4 separate regions of the Zea mays genome follow, and regions 1, 2 and 4 are each linked to region 3. A link is a contact called in public Hi-C data. All regions are on one chromosome and are shown on one strand. The core of a region is the stretch at or near the end of the contact, and the rest is flanking DNA. Distances in the headings are between cores, read along the strand shown.

Region 1 (3,433 bases), core at 749-3,248, 170 kb before region 3:
TAAATCTAGCTGCAAATAAATTCAGACAAAAAGGACATAATACTAAATCCCAAGCACACAGACGCAAGAAACTGATGCAAGTACGTAGACGCCACAAATCGTTGTCGATGTGACGAGTTTTCCACTTGGCACTAGCAAAAGCTTCAAAACAAACAAACGATAAAGGCCCCACGGTTGCTTGCTGAAACTGTTCGTTTCAAGCCCACACACTGTCTCAATCTTGTTGTTTTGGAAGGTAAATCCTTGTAGGTTCATGAACGGCTGCAGTAAAGTGCCAAAAGACCAAGAAGACAGGATAAGCTCAATTGGTCAGATATCTGCCACCCATGCTTCCAGCATGGTCCAGGCACTTGGCTTGTATAGCTATCACATTTCTGTTAGAAGACTGTCTCTACCATTTAGTGTAAAATAGGAACGCGAAATTATAGATGATACTGTTTGCAAAGTAAAATTTAAAATAGATAATAAAATAGAGAATGCGATAGAAAATCTGATGTAGATAGCCTAATGTCGTGACCACATGAGAAAGGCACCTTCTTTGCTGAAAGGGTCTGCTAGAAACTACGTCGATATTTTCGCAGACCACATGCACAAGTCCAACCCATCGAACATGTGGTGCTGCATCGAGAAGGACCAACTCATGCAGCGTTTAATCTTGAAATTTGAATTTTCTTTGTCTCCTCTACGACTGGTAAGAAGCACAAGGGCTCTAATTGACTTTTTTCCCCCCAAGTATGGACGAGCCGTGGGAAAAAGAATCACCTGTAGCTGACGAGGTTGGCGGCAAAAGTGATGGGCTGGTCTCCCCTGCCGATCCCCTGCTCCTGCACCAGCACCGGCACCCGCTTCCGCTTGAACTCCACGTGGCTGAACTGCTCGCCGAACCCGAAGAACCGCTCGTCGCGGCTGCTCGCATACGTCAGGAACACACGGTTGAACTCCTCCGGCCGCCGCTCCTCCGCCCGCTCGGGCGCTGGCAGGAGCGCCGACGCCTCCTCACGCTCACGGCTCGGGGCCGGGGCCAGCCTCGTCCTCTTGCTCGTGGTGGCTCGCTGGACGCGCGCCGACAGACGAAGCCGCAGGCTGGCCCGGTGGAGCCTCGGGGTCGTGGTCGTGGTCGTCGCCGTCGCCGGGGGCGACTTGGCAGGGTCAGCGTGCGAGCAGGTCCATTGGTAGTCGCCGATCTTGACGCTGAACCTAACCTGCGTGTCGCTCTTCTCCTCGAGAAGGATCCAGTACCGCGCCGAGAGCACGGGCCTCGCCGCCGCCGCCGCGCTCCGGGCGCGGCGACCTGCCGCGCGCAAGCGCAACCCGCAGCAGGTGCACGACGGCGACGCGCCGGCCTTCTTGGCGGCGGACACGAGCCCGGTCACCACCAGCACCGGGAACCGCGTCGCGTCGGACGGCCGGAATGCGGCGGCGCGCAGCAGGTCGGGCTCGGAGCCGCCTGCCTCGGCGTCGCAGCGGTAGAAAGCCCTGATCTTGTCGACGTGCTGGCGATCGGGGACGAGGCGGGCGCCGCCGTCGCGGAGCGCGAAGGAGCCGCGGCACTCGTCGGCCTCGGTGGCCACGGAGGCCACGGAGAGGAACGCCACGCCGGGGACGGTCTCCCACATCGCGCCGCCGCCCGACGACGGAGGAACCCTGGACAGCGAGACCTCGCCGCCGCGGGACGGGTCCCAGCGGAGGCGGAAACGGGTCCCCACGGGGAAGTCGTGCGCGTGGGCGAGCTTGGAGGTCGACGCGAACGACAGGCGCAGGGCCCCGTCGCCGTCGTGGATGGCGGCCGTCGGTACGGCGCGCGGGAAGGGGTTGTTGAGGCGCGCGTGGTGCTTCTTGGCAGTCTTGAGCGACGCCATGGCGACGGCGGTGATGGCGCGCACGGGCGAATGGAACGGACGGAGAGCCCGTGCGGTGCTCTCTACTCGGTCCGAGGCCATCATTGGCTGAAATAGATTCTGGAATGACGGGTGGGGTCAAATGGTGGGGCGGAGCGGTGGGCCCGAAGAGCGCGCGTTTGTTTTTGATTGACGTAGTGACAGATGTACATAGGAGTAGTATTTTGTTCGCAATTGCTAGAATTACCGATAAGAAGAAAGGTTTATGGCATGTCCAACAAGGCAACAAGTTCAATTTTGCGATATACCACTACTAAATCGCACCAGAATCGTATCATATTTAGAAGAAATTTCTGCGCTCCGAACTAAACATTGATGAACTTACCTGTTAAAATAGTTTTTTTGGTTGAATATTTAAATCGCAAGTTCAAGATTTATGTGAGTGATGTTTATAGTGGTTTGTTAAGACAGACGGACAATATATGTCTTTTTTTTGTTTCTAGCAAATTCAATAATATAGCTCACAACGGATTTTATGATGTTGTCATGTTACATATAGTATAATTATACAATAACATAACTTGTATATTTAATATTTGACTCATCTTTTCCTCTCATAATCTGTCTTAGAGTCCTTGAGCAGCCCACTTCTATTCTCTCTCTATTTTTCTTTTTTTCACATCACTACAAATCCGATACGACATATCTTGTAGTCTACCTACATCATCTTATTACACTTGCTCTTAGACTATCTACAGTAGATTCCATATCGCATCCCTTATCTCATCTTCTATTATAAACTTTATTCTGCAAACAGTATCATCTACAATTTCACGTTCCCTGTTTTATACTGATTGCTGGAGACAATATCAGTGGTGTTACATGGATCATGGATGTCTATATGCCTCGATAATTCATTTTCGTTGACTTAAGTGCGGGGAAGGAGACTAGCGCCGTAATGGGTAGAGCCAGAATTTGAACATAAGAAAGGTCATTTAAACCGGCAACAAACAAGCATAACGATATACATATACGGCTAATATTCCACTAGTTTGACTCTTATATAGGTCTGGACAAAATACGCTTAGCTTATCTGCTCGCTCAGCTTATCTCAATTTTGTCACGAGCTGAGCTAGTATTTTAGCTTGGTTTATTAATAAGCCAGCTCGATAGCTCGAACAAGCTAGCATTTGTCAGCAAAATAAAGCTTACACTTGTATTGAACGAACTAATAAGTAATGAACTGTGTTAATTTGACATTGAATTGATGTGATATCTGAAATTGTCAGTATTATTACTTTTTCAAGCGTTAAATTAATATACAATTTATTAGCAACTAATTATATTATTGCATATATATGTATTTTTTTTGGTTGTAGCTCGTGAGCTAAACAAGCCAACTGGAACTTGTAAGCCTAGCCGAGTTGATTCACTGGCTCGATTCTTTAACAAGTTGAGTTGACTGAGCGAAGCCATATTAGCTCAATAATGTCCAGCTCTAGTTATGTCTATCTAGCCTTGTATAGTGATACATAATTTTTAGCTTCTTTAGAGCTAGTTTGGGAACACCATTTTCAAGGGATTTTCATTTTTCT
Region 2 (3,149 bases), core at 364-2,863, 130 kb after region 3:
ATCTTCATAGCCACTACCTCTGATAAACATCTTCAAGGTTCCCATAAAAATAAACCACATAATAGACGGTATTTATTTATTGTTAAATAACAACGTCATTTCGGTAAAGCTATAACGACCAAAATATAGCTGCCACTCCTATCATTCATCACCCAACCAGAGGGTTCACCACATGCCCAAGAAACAGCACGACGCCACTTCTCTCCACGATGGCGAACAAAAACGGCCGGTCCGCCACGAAATCCACCGGCGGTGGATGCATTCTTGCACACATAAACATGAACTCGGCCGTGGCCGCGGCGGCAACGGTGCCGGCCTCGTCCACCTCTACGGTGGCCTTGTGGTACACTCCTGAGATGATGAGCCCGTTTCCACCGGAGACCATGCCGGAGAAGTCACCTCTTTGAAAGGCTCGGTTGACTCCCAGCTTCTGGATATCGTGAGACGCCTCAAACTCGAACGTGAACTTGAACTTCGGCACCATGAACCCCCCGACCCGGACCTCGTCCACCGGCGTGTGCTTCCTGATGAATCCCGGCGACGACACGACCTTATCATAGAGATCATTGAGGGTTAGGGTCTCACCGTCGGGGAGGAGTAGAAGCATGTAGAACGCGTCCTGCTGCGCGCCGTCGTCGTTCTTGTAGGGCAGCTTGAGCGCCTTGAATCCGGGGAACACGGCAACCCGCTGCCGCTGGTCCTCGAAACCGCTCGTAGTCATGAACGGCACGCGCACGGTGCCGCCGTCGGGGAGATGGAACGGCGCGAAGATGGTTCTCGACGGATCGAACGGCCGAGCCCACGCCCCCTTGAAGTAGATGGCGTTGGCGAGGACGAGCGCCGTGGACGAGTCGACGGAGCCGGGAGGCAGGACGTCGCCGATGAGCCCTTTCGTTGCTCCTTTCACGAAGTCGTTGACTTGCTGCCTTGCCGCCTCGGAGTTCTTCAAGAAGTCGACGGACTCCGCGACCGCCGCGTAGCGCGACGCGGCGGTGTCCATGAACTCCGGCGTGAGCGCGCGGCTCCGGTCCACCCAGACTCCGCAGGCGAAGGACGCCTGCGGGAGGTCGCTGAGCCGGGCGACCAGCGCCGTCGCCGCGGCGCGGTGCAGCTCGCCCAGCGACTCGGAGTCCAAGAAGCGCAGGAGCTCCCGCTGCGTCTCGCCCCGCGCGCCCGCGGCCACCAGCGCGAGCGCCGCGTGGAACGACAGCGGCGACACCACGAAGTTGCGCGCCCCCTGCTGGCCGCCGACCTGCCTCGCGAGCGGCAGGCACGACGCGCTGCCAGCGAACGCATCCGGTCGCCCTTCCGGTGCCGCAGCGAAGCCGGCAACGGGCACCTCGCCGGGCGGTCCCCACAGCATGGTCAACGTCGACGGATCGTCTGGTGGCTGCGCGAAGACGGCCGCGTGCTCAGGCGGCGGCGCCCAAGGGCGCGGCGGGGCGACGGCGAACCGAGGCCCCGCCGTGGACCCGAAGCTCAAGTCGCCTGCGCCGTGTCCGTCGCTGTTTCGGGAGGCTGCTCGTGTCACGGTGCGCTTGTCGCCGTGGTGCTGCCCGCCGCGACGCGGTGTGCTCATCGCGTGTACGTGAGCTGCGTGTGTGAAGGAAAGAGAGAAGGTGGTATGTATCACATTGAGCCCACACAAAGAATATATATAGTAGTATATCTCGCAATTATAATTAATTTTAAACCAACCACATAAGAAGTAACCATTTTTTCTCTTTTCCTACAATATAAGACGTACTTACATGTACATTGATACAGTAAGTATATTTCTTGGTCTTTAAACTAGAGATAGTTAATATGCCTAATATACTCTAAGGCTAATCACAGTAAGAATTTCATATCTCTATTTCCAGAAATGCTACATCAATTTTATAGACGAATGAAACAGAAACACCCTCTCTCAATAGAGAGTTTTATATCACTATTTCATATGTAGAGATCTATTGGGGAAGGCTCGAAAGGTTATTCGATATCAACCCTCGACGCGCCGCAGCCACTATTTTGACTCCTTTTATGCAATTATGAACCAAACTTTCTCGATTCCAATGCAACTTATCCTTTTGGAGTTGACGTAACAAACTACGCGAGCCTCCCGATGAAGCCAACAGAAATCCTATCCGAATACTAAAAATAAAAGGCAATTTCATTATGACATACTCCCTCCGGTATAGTAAAAGAAGTCATCCTGCGCGTGACCGAGCGTGCACAAAAAGAAGTCATAGCGCGTAGATGCACTTAAGAGGAATCGAACTTGAGACCTCCAGTCTAGAATGCCTTGGAGGTGCTGCAGCAACCAATCAAGGCTGATTGTTTTCATGACATTAATGCACTCATATCCCTATTTAATAGGGGCAAACAGGGAAAACTCTATGATAATTAATCACTCCTTGGTATGCACAATCATGTCCTAAACAACTATCTTTACTGCACTGGAGGGAGTACTTCTTAAATGCTGCATATAAATAACCAATAGGATTTACTCAATTATATGAAGATTAAACAAAACACTCTTAATGAAAATTTAACATAGTTTTTAAAACCTTATAAACGAGTTAACATGGTTTCATCTTTATAAAACTCCATAAAACTATTTTCTTCATAAATGATGTGACATATCATCTAAATAGGTGATATGATAGATTAATTAATACATAAAATACATTATAAAATCTCCATTGTGATTAGCCTAACACTGCGTGCGAGCGATGCCTCAGAGCGGTGCATTTATGGAGAAACGGTGTGAATGCCTCAGACTCAGAGCGGTCCATTTATGACTGGGCAGTACGAGAATGTCAGCTGCTCCATTTATGGAGAAACGGTGCGTTTCGTGAATATAATTGGCGAGCTCACTCAGAGCGTAGCGTCGGCTTCACGCAGCTTTCGCACATCATTCAACTACACACAACAACCATTACTACTATATTTAAGAAAACTATCAACAGATTCAAGGTAGAAATTGTTGGAACAGAAGGGCAGCAACAATACGCCGATTAGTTTCTCATCCTGTGGCTGTGGGGAAACACGCGACCGACGGAGAAAACCATACCACGTTCATAATTCACAAAACAATTTACTTCAAAAAAAAAAACCGTGGCTATAAAAAGTTTCCTCTGCAAACCCTAAGGACCTGTTTGGAAATA
Region 3 (3,230 bases), core at 555-3,054:
TTATTATAGAAGGCTTTATCACACGTAAACCTAATAAGGAGAAAATCATTCAATAATTAAGAACCCTTATTTCTATTCGAGAGGATCATGACTCTTTAACAAAACATAAAGTAAAAAAACAACCCTAGTATTATCTCTTGAATATTTAGTGCCATACAATTACCAATTCAGGGTTTACAGCTTATGTCGTGTTTCTGAGCACCAACCTCGTCTCCTAGGCCGCCAAGCGGCAGTCCATTGTCTCTCGCTCCAGTGCTGAGGCCGAGTACCGCGTTGTGGACAACGGCGTGGCTAAGGCCTCCTACCTCCGCCAGTTCTCTAGGAACTCCACAGCCATCTCCAGCGCGCCACCCTCGTCTACCGTGACAACGTCAGCGCGGTCTACGTCTCCACCAATCCCATGCAGTATCGGAGCACGAAGCACTTGGAGATCGACATTCACTTCGTCTATGAGCGTGTCGCCGTCGGTGACGTTTGGGTTCTCAACGTCCCGACTACGTTGCAGCTTGTCGACATGTTCATCAAGGGACTGTTGTCGAGTGTTTTCCCGAATTTCGATCCAGTCTCAACAGGGTGTTAGCACCTTGTTAGGGTTTTGGGTTTCTCTTCTTGTAATTACCTATATACCCCATGTGTAATGGGTCTGGCCTAGCTATTCGATCTATATTAATACAGACCCAACTCTTTAGGTTAGGTTTCATTCTCCAACCAATAGGAATGAGCAGACAGTAGCGGTGGCCGGCTGGTCGCAATGGCAATTGATGAATAAGGAGACGCTCCAATTTTGCTTGCAGGGGTTGCCTATTAGCTATTAGCAAGGAAATCATTCTTGCACAACAATCCTCCCAATCCTGTTAACCTGGGTGGTGGTGTCGTCGGCTATGGAAGGATTTCATCCGATTTTTGTTGACCTGGGTGGTGGTGTCTGGTGTCGTGGGCTGTAGACGTTCCAGTTTTGTTTTCGCGCATCCCGCCACGCTGGTTCTTTCGTCTTCCTTCAACAGGACGGCACAGCGGTTGTCACCTCCGCACCAGCCGGAGATCAGCGCGCCGAGCGGCCGGGAGCCTAAGGCTATCCGCACTCATACTACTCTAAATTTCTACCCTAAAAAAATATTCTGTCCTAATCAGCACTCTATACCACAATCCTCCGCACTAATATTTACTCTATATTCCAACCCTATACCAACTACCGTATATTATATTATATTTTTTCCCACTCCGCGTGCATGCATGTGGGCCCGTCTCCCCACCTCCGCGTGCATGCATGCATCTGCCTCCGTCGGCTGCTTGCTTGCATGCCTCGTTTAGCGCATGTGCGTCCGAACTCTACATTTGCAGCTCGATCACGCGTAGAGTCTAGCACCCAATGACCCGCTGCAGGTGTTTCTTTACGCTATATGGGATAGAGTCCAGCACCCAGTCCTCCACTGCGGGCAGCCTAATGCCCAAATCCAATTTGCAGGTCCTGTATTCCAAGAAGTTTACCTTGTGCTACCATTTATTAATATCTTAGTTGCTGTGGTGTAGTGGTTATCACGTCAGTCTTACACACTGAAGGTCTCCAGTTCGATCCTGGGCAGCAACATTTTTTTTACTTTCCTCCACAACTCTGCCAGGCCTCCGTCGCACGCGAGGAGAAGCAAGCCTTCGAACCCAGGTTAATCTAAAAAAAGATGCAGATTTTTACAAGGCCCATGAGCCTCTGCAAGTTGCGTGGCCCATTTGCTGTCCTCCGCACTCCGCGGCCAATTCCTCCTTTTTTTTCTTTTCTCTCCGGAAGAAACAAATCCTGTTCGCTCTTCTTGTCGAGACCAGACCACCGTATACTGGAGAGAAAGAATCCTCCCTCGCCTCCCCACCCCGCCCCACCCATGGCCTCCGCCGCCAGCACTGCCGCCGCCGCCGGGGCCCCGCTGCGCCTCCTCTCATCCTCTTCCAACCGTATCTCCAAGCCCTTCCTTCCCCGCCCCCACCGCCTCACCCTCTCCTCCCCCATCTCCTTCCAGCGCCTCACAGCCCGGTCCGCGGCCTCCCCTTCCCCATCCACCGCCACCTCGTCCCCGTCCGGCTCTGTCGACCCGGCGCAACTGCCCCCCGCGCTACGCGACATCGTCGGCCTCTTCCAGTCCGTCCCGGACGCGCGCACCCGGTACAAGCAGCTCCTTGCCTATGCCGCGCGCCTGCCGCCCATGGACCCGGCGCTCAAGACCGACGCCAACCGCGTCCGGGGTTGCGTCTCACAGGTCTGGGTCCACGCCGAGCCCGACGAGGGCGACGCCGGCCGCCGCAGCGTCAGGTTCCACGCCGACTCCGACGCGCAGCTCACCAAGGGCCTCGCCGCGCTGCTCGTGCTAGGGCTCTCTGGCGCGCCCGCCGCGGATGTGGCCAGGGTGCCCGTTGACTTCATCGAGCTGCTCGGGATCAGGCAGAGCCTCTCTCCCTCCAGGAACAGCGGCCTGCTCAACATGCTCAGCCTCATGAAGCGCAAGGCACTTGAGATCGCCGGTGGTGACTCAACGTCAAGTCAGCAATCTGTCCAAGAGGTTACCAGACCGCGTCTAGTGAACGGGAAAGAGCCTGAATTTGCAGCTTTCGAGGTGCAAGAAAAGGAAAAGGAAAGGCCACAGGATGCAGAGAGGCGCGACGAGGATGAACAATTGGGTCAACTTCTACCACTTGATGCAGAAGTGAATGGTGCTGCGGGCGGTGGGAGGAAGGAGAGGATAAGGGAGAGTTTGGAGAGGGCACTTTCTCCGGTAGAGTTGGAGATTGAAGACATATCACACCTCCACAAGGGCCATGCTGGCGTGGCTGGGACCAATGGGGAGACACATTTCAATGTGAGGGTGGTGTCCAAGGAGTTTGAGGGGAAGAGCTTGCTCAAGAGGCACAGGGCTGTCTATGATCTCCTGCAGGAGGAGCTCAAGACCGGGTTGCACGCCCTGTCAATCGATGCAAAGACTCCATCTGAAGTTTAGGTACTAGCTTGCCATGAAATATATATATTCTTCTGTAAGAACATCACTTGCATGCTCTTTTTGTCATATCTACTCCTGTTCCAAGTATATGACGTTTTGACTTTTCTAGACAGATAACTTTTGGTATGCATTTAGATATGCATTATGTCTGGATACATAGAAAAAACAATATATCTAGAAAAGCCAAAGCATTTTATAATTTGTAATAGAGGGAGTATATGATTGCTTCAAGAAGTTACAAAATTTTGA
Region 4 (3,537 bases), core at 934-3,433, 220 kb after region 3:
CCGCCTATGCTCATCCTCTCCCTGTGTGCATGTTTGTGCTCCTGTCTGTGCTCCTTCCCCCCTTAGGAAGGCCTTGGATATCCCCTTTTATAGATACAAGGAGATGCCCAGCTGTACAATGGGGGTGTAGCTATGCGCTAACGTGGCTGGCGGAGAAGTGCCTTGAGCCCTGTATACGTGCTAACGTGGCTGTCGGAGAAGTGCCTTAAGCCCTATAGAAGCATAGCTGGCGATGCGACATGGATCCTATTGACGTTTCCTTGCTTCCGTAGGGGGTTGAGAGCAACCGACGTCATGGGCGCACGTGGGGAACCATAATTACCTATTACCGGAGTAACCTTAGATGGGACACCGGTCTTGTTCCTTCATAGCCTGAGGCAGCTAGCTAGGAGTAGGGTAATGATGTATCCCCTGTAGCGTAGTCGGTCCGAGGCCGAGGTCGGGCGAGGCGGAGACTTCTCCTGAGGCCGAGGCCGAGGCCGAGGTCGGGCGAGGATGTGACTCCTCCCGAGGCCAAGGCTGAGGCCGAGGCCTGGGGTCGGGCGAGGCGGAGACCTTCTCCCGAGGCCGAGGTTGAGGCTGAGGTCTGAGGTCGGGTGAGGCGGAGCTCCCTGTTGCGTCCGAGGCTGAACTCGCGGGAGATCGTGACTCAGTTCTACCCTGGTGGTTGGCACAGTAGTCGGAACGGGATGAATAGCGTTGTTTTCCTGTCATATCGGTCAGTAAAGGGGTGAAATGACTGCTGTCACTTCGACCTTGCCGACTGAGGCGCGCGTGTCAGGATAAGGTGTCAGACAATCCCTGCATTAAATACGCATGCGATACGGTCGGTTGGTAGGACGATCCAGTCGAGGTCGCTGTATGACAAAGTTTGCCCGAGCTGGGCTTCGGACGAGCCGAGGGTGTGCCTACTGCTTGAGGAGGCCCTCGGGCGAGGCGTGAATTCGTCTGGGACTACTGTTTCTGCCCGAGGCCGGGCTCATGCGAGGCAGGGTTGCGTCCCGTGGTAGACGAGGCCTTGACTTGAACCGCGCTCTATCAGCTGTTGATGGTTTGTTCTGAAGATGTTTTCCAGCCGTGTTTAGGAACATTGGAGGTACCCCTAATTACGGTACCCGACAAAAACAAACCAATTTTATTAGCCGGTTAATAAGAGGTTTGAAAGATGGCATAAGATAGGTCATTGAACAGTTTAAACTAGATTATAAACTAGTTTTTTTTATTAGCTAGAACTTTTTTAGCGGTCAACTTATTTTATTTAGTTAATCTAAGTAGGGTCTAAAATAAGTTGAAAACACAACTTATGTATATAGATACGAGATACATAGAAACACGCCTTATTATAGATTTATTAATAACCCTAACTTGAATATGTACATGTACATTGTAACCTAAAATACCTCGGAGGCGTCCTGCTATGCTGTGAGAAAATAAAGTTTTAGGACTAGTTTGACAACTTTATTTATTTAAATTTTTATATCTTTCTAAAGAAAATCGGTTTTCTTTCTTTGGAAAAATGGAAACCTCTCGAAAAAATAAAGTATCTAAGCTAGTCTGGTCATGCAGGTTCCGTATAAGTTGCTTAAAGGCTCGTTTGTTTTTACTTGTATGTATCTTAGATCGAAGTGAAAATTAAACTAGATTACACAATCTGACTAACACATGTAGATTGAAAACGAATACGAAGTTGTTGCGGGTTTGCCCGGATGGATCAGGTCATCAGGTTGAGACACGAAGAAGCGAAGTTTGAGCCGCTGTTCCATTTCCCATACTGGCGGCAGACGCGCCGAAGAGCCTGACGTGCGAGCCTGTGCCACACTGCCCCACGGCCCCCACGCCCGGAAGTGGCTCGATGCCAAGAGGTTTTTACGCGGCGCGCGGCGGGTCATCTCACAGTCCCATCTGCAGGAGAGTCCGGAGCGGAGGCCGGGCGGGAGCGGGACCGCGAGGGGGCGAGGGGCCCAGGGCAACGCACAACGCGCCGGCGGTGACCAGTAGCGGGCAGCCACGCGGCGCAACCCGCCGAAAGAGTAGGGCCTCGCGAATCGCGATCGCGAGGGGAGGGGCAACAGCGGCGGCTGGCAATAAAAGCTCGCGTCGACCGCCCCTGCCATGCCTCCACACTCCTCCCTGTCTCGGCTTCGATTCCGCACTTCCCAGTTCCCTTCCCACATTCCCACACCCGCCTGCCTTCCTTCCCGTCGCCTTCTTCCCCGCTCCTCCGTGTCCCACTCCCGTACGTGATACGCCCTCGGGCTCGGAGAAGGAAAAGCCCGCTCTGGCACCAGCTCCTCGCATCGCATCTCCCCTGCCAGGGACCAGGCATCCCTCGTCCCGGTACGTCGTGCCTCCTCACCTCCCTTTTTCCAAACTCTCGTCTGCTGCTTTACTTCGCCCCGCCCAGCCCCGCTGGCGAGGTTGAGTTTATTGGTGCTGCCGGGACCGGGAGTGTGCTTGCGCGTTCGGTTTTACCGCAATGGGGGAGATGTCCGGGCCGTGTTCGTTCTTCCTGGCGATGACGCTCTGACAGGTTAAGCCCGGGTCGATGCGCTCAGTTTGAATCCTACTCCTTGTTTTTTCTTTTGTTCATTTATTTAGGGAAGACGATGACGCTATCACGCTATCGAATCTTAGACTGGGACGCGACCTGTGCATTCTAGTCGACAATGCAGTTGGTGCTCCTGCTTTCCTTCGTTGCCAGAGACAATACCATTGCCATGCTAGCCAGATAGATAAGATAGCTAGGCCGCAACCAGAGGAGAGGGGAGGCGAAGGAAATTTGAATCTTTTCCCCTATTGTTCACATTGAATGGAAAAACTAATTGTACGATCTCTAGGCTGCTTAACTCGTGGTGTCAATCTATTGGACGTGGAGGATTTAAATTTCAATGTGTCAGTGTGTTGGTGCATCCTTGCAGACACTAGCCGTTCTACCCCTGACGAGGAATTGAGGACCACGTTAGCTTTCGTTGTGTCTTCACGCCGACTGTGGAGACCTAATCTTTGTCCTTTGTTCCGGGAACACGTGAGAGATTCGTGCCCGTCCGTATATTTGTTTTGATCCAATTTGTTGTTTAGCTCAGTTCAGCAGGTCGGTCAATAATTTATGCTTCCCTTCTTTGAAAGGTTGAATTAAAGCATTCTGTTCCATCGTTGGTTCCATCTTTTCATTTGAAAGAGAAATAAAAAGGTAAGGGCTAGTTTGTAAACTTAAATTCTCTATAGGATTTTTGAGAATTTACAGGAAAGTTAAGCTAATTTCCCCCTCAATCCCCGGTAATCCGGAATTTAAGTTTCAAACTAGCCCTAAGTAATGCAAATTTTGCTCTAGTTCTTTCCCGTGCAGAGAGCCGCATGATAATGCTTTATACCGATCAGATTGACGACCGTGCAGAGAGCAGCATGATAATGCTTTATACCGATCATGATAATGCTTTATACCATTCCCCCCCTGCAATTTGTGCCTCAGGTCTGGAGCAGATATGGGTGTCATCGGAGGAACACCTCCTGCAAGCTGCCCAACAACCCGGCACTGCG

The links. A called contact is a pair of places that touch in the nucleus more often than the background predicts.
Region 1: a contact with region 3 is called in a Hi-C map of ear, with 2.3 times the contacts expected there. The contact joins the promoter of LOC107548101 here to the promoter of LOC100286086 in region 3. A contact is called at or near these places in 5 of 25 Hi-C or Micro-C datasets (bundle sheath, ear, leaf mesophyll and 1 more).
Region 2: a contact with region 3 is called in a Hi-C map of tassel, with 4 times the contacts expected there. The contact joins the promoter of LOC100273136 here to the promoter of LOC100286086 in region 3. A contact is called at or near these places in 8 of 25 Hi-C or Micro-C datasets (bundle sheath, ear, endosperm and 3 more) and 1 of 3 datasets of contacts at active chromatin or transcription factors (seedling).
Region 4: a contact with region 3 is called in a Hi-C map of ear, with 1.9 times the contacts expected there. The contact joins the promoter of LOC100273653 here to the promoter of LOC100286086 in region 3. A contact is called at or near these places in 2 of 25 Hi-C or Micro-C datasets (ear and tassel).

Annotation. Positions count from the first base shown.
Region 1 is chr8:3,798,116-3,801,548 of Zm-B73-REFERENCE-NAM-5.0, forward strand. It overlaps LOC107548101, which reads right to left and starts at 1,999. Exons shown (of 5, transcript NM_001323009.1): 1 at 763-1,999. The coding sequence starts at 1,943.
Region 2 is chr8:4,103,145-4,106,293 of Zm-B73-REFERENCE-NAM-5.0, forward strand. LOC100273136 reads right to left here and starts at 1,614. Exons shown (of 1, transcript NM_001147583.1): 1 at 1-1,614. The coding sequence starts at 1,579. The coding sequence ends at 149.
Region 3 is chr8:3,970,145-3,973,374 of Zm-B73-REFERENCE-NAM-5.0, forward strand. LOC100286086 reads left to right here and starts at 1,805. Exons shown (of 2, transcript NM_001400781.1): 1 at 1,805-2,981. The coding sequence starts at 1,875. The coding sequence ends at 2,981. TRNAV-UAC (transfer RNA valine (anticodon UAC)) reads left to right here and starts at 1,516; the gene lies at 1,516-1,588.
Region 4 is chr8:4,187,199-4,190,735 of Zm-B73-REFERENCE-NAM-5.0, forward strand. LOC100273653 (PQ loop repeat family protein) reads left to right here and starts at 2,184. Exons shown (of 14, transcript NM_001148067.1): 1 at 2,184-2,337; 2 at 3,470-3,537. The coding sequence starts at 3,483.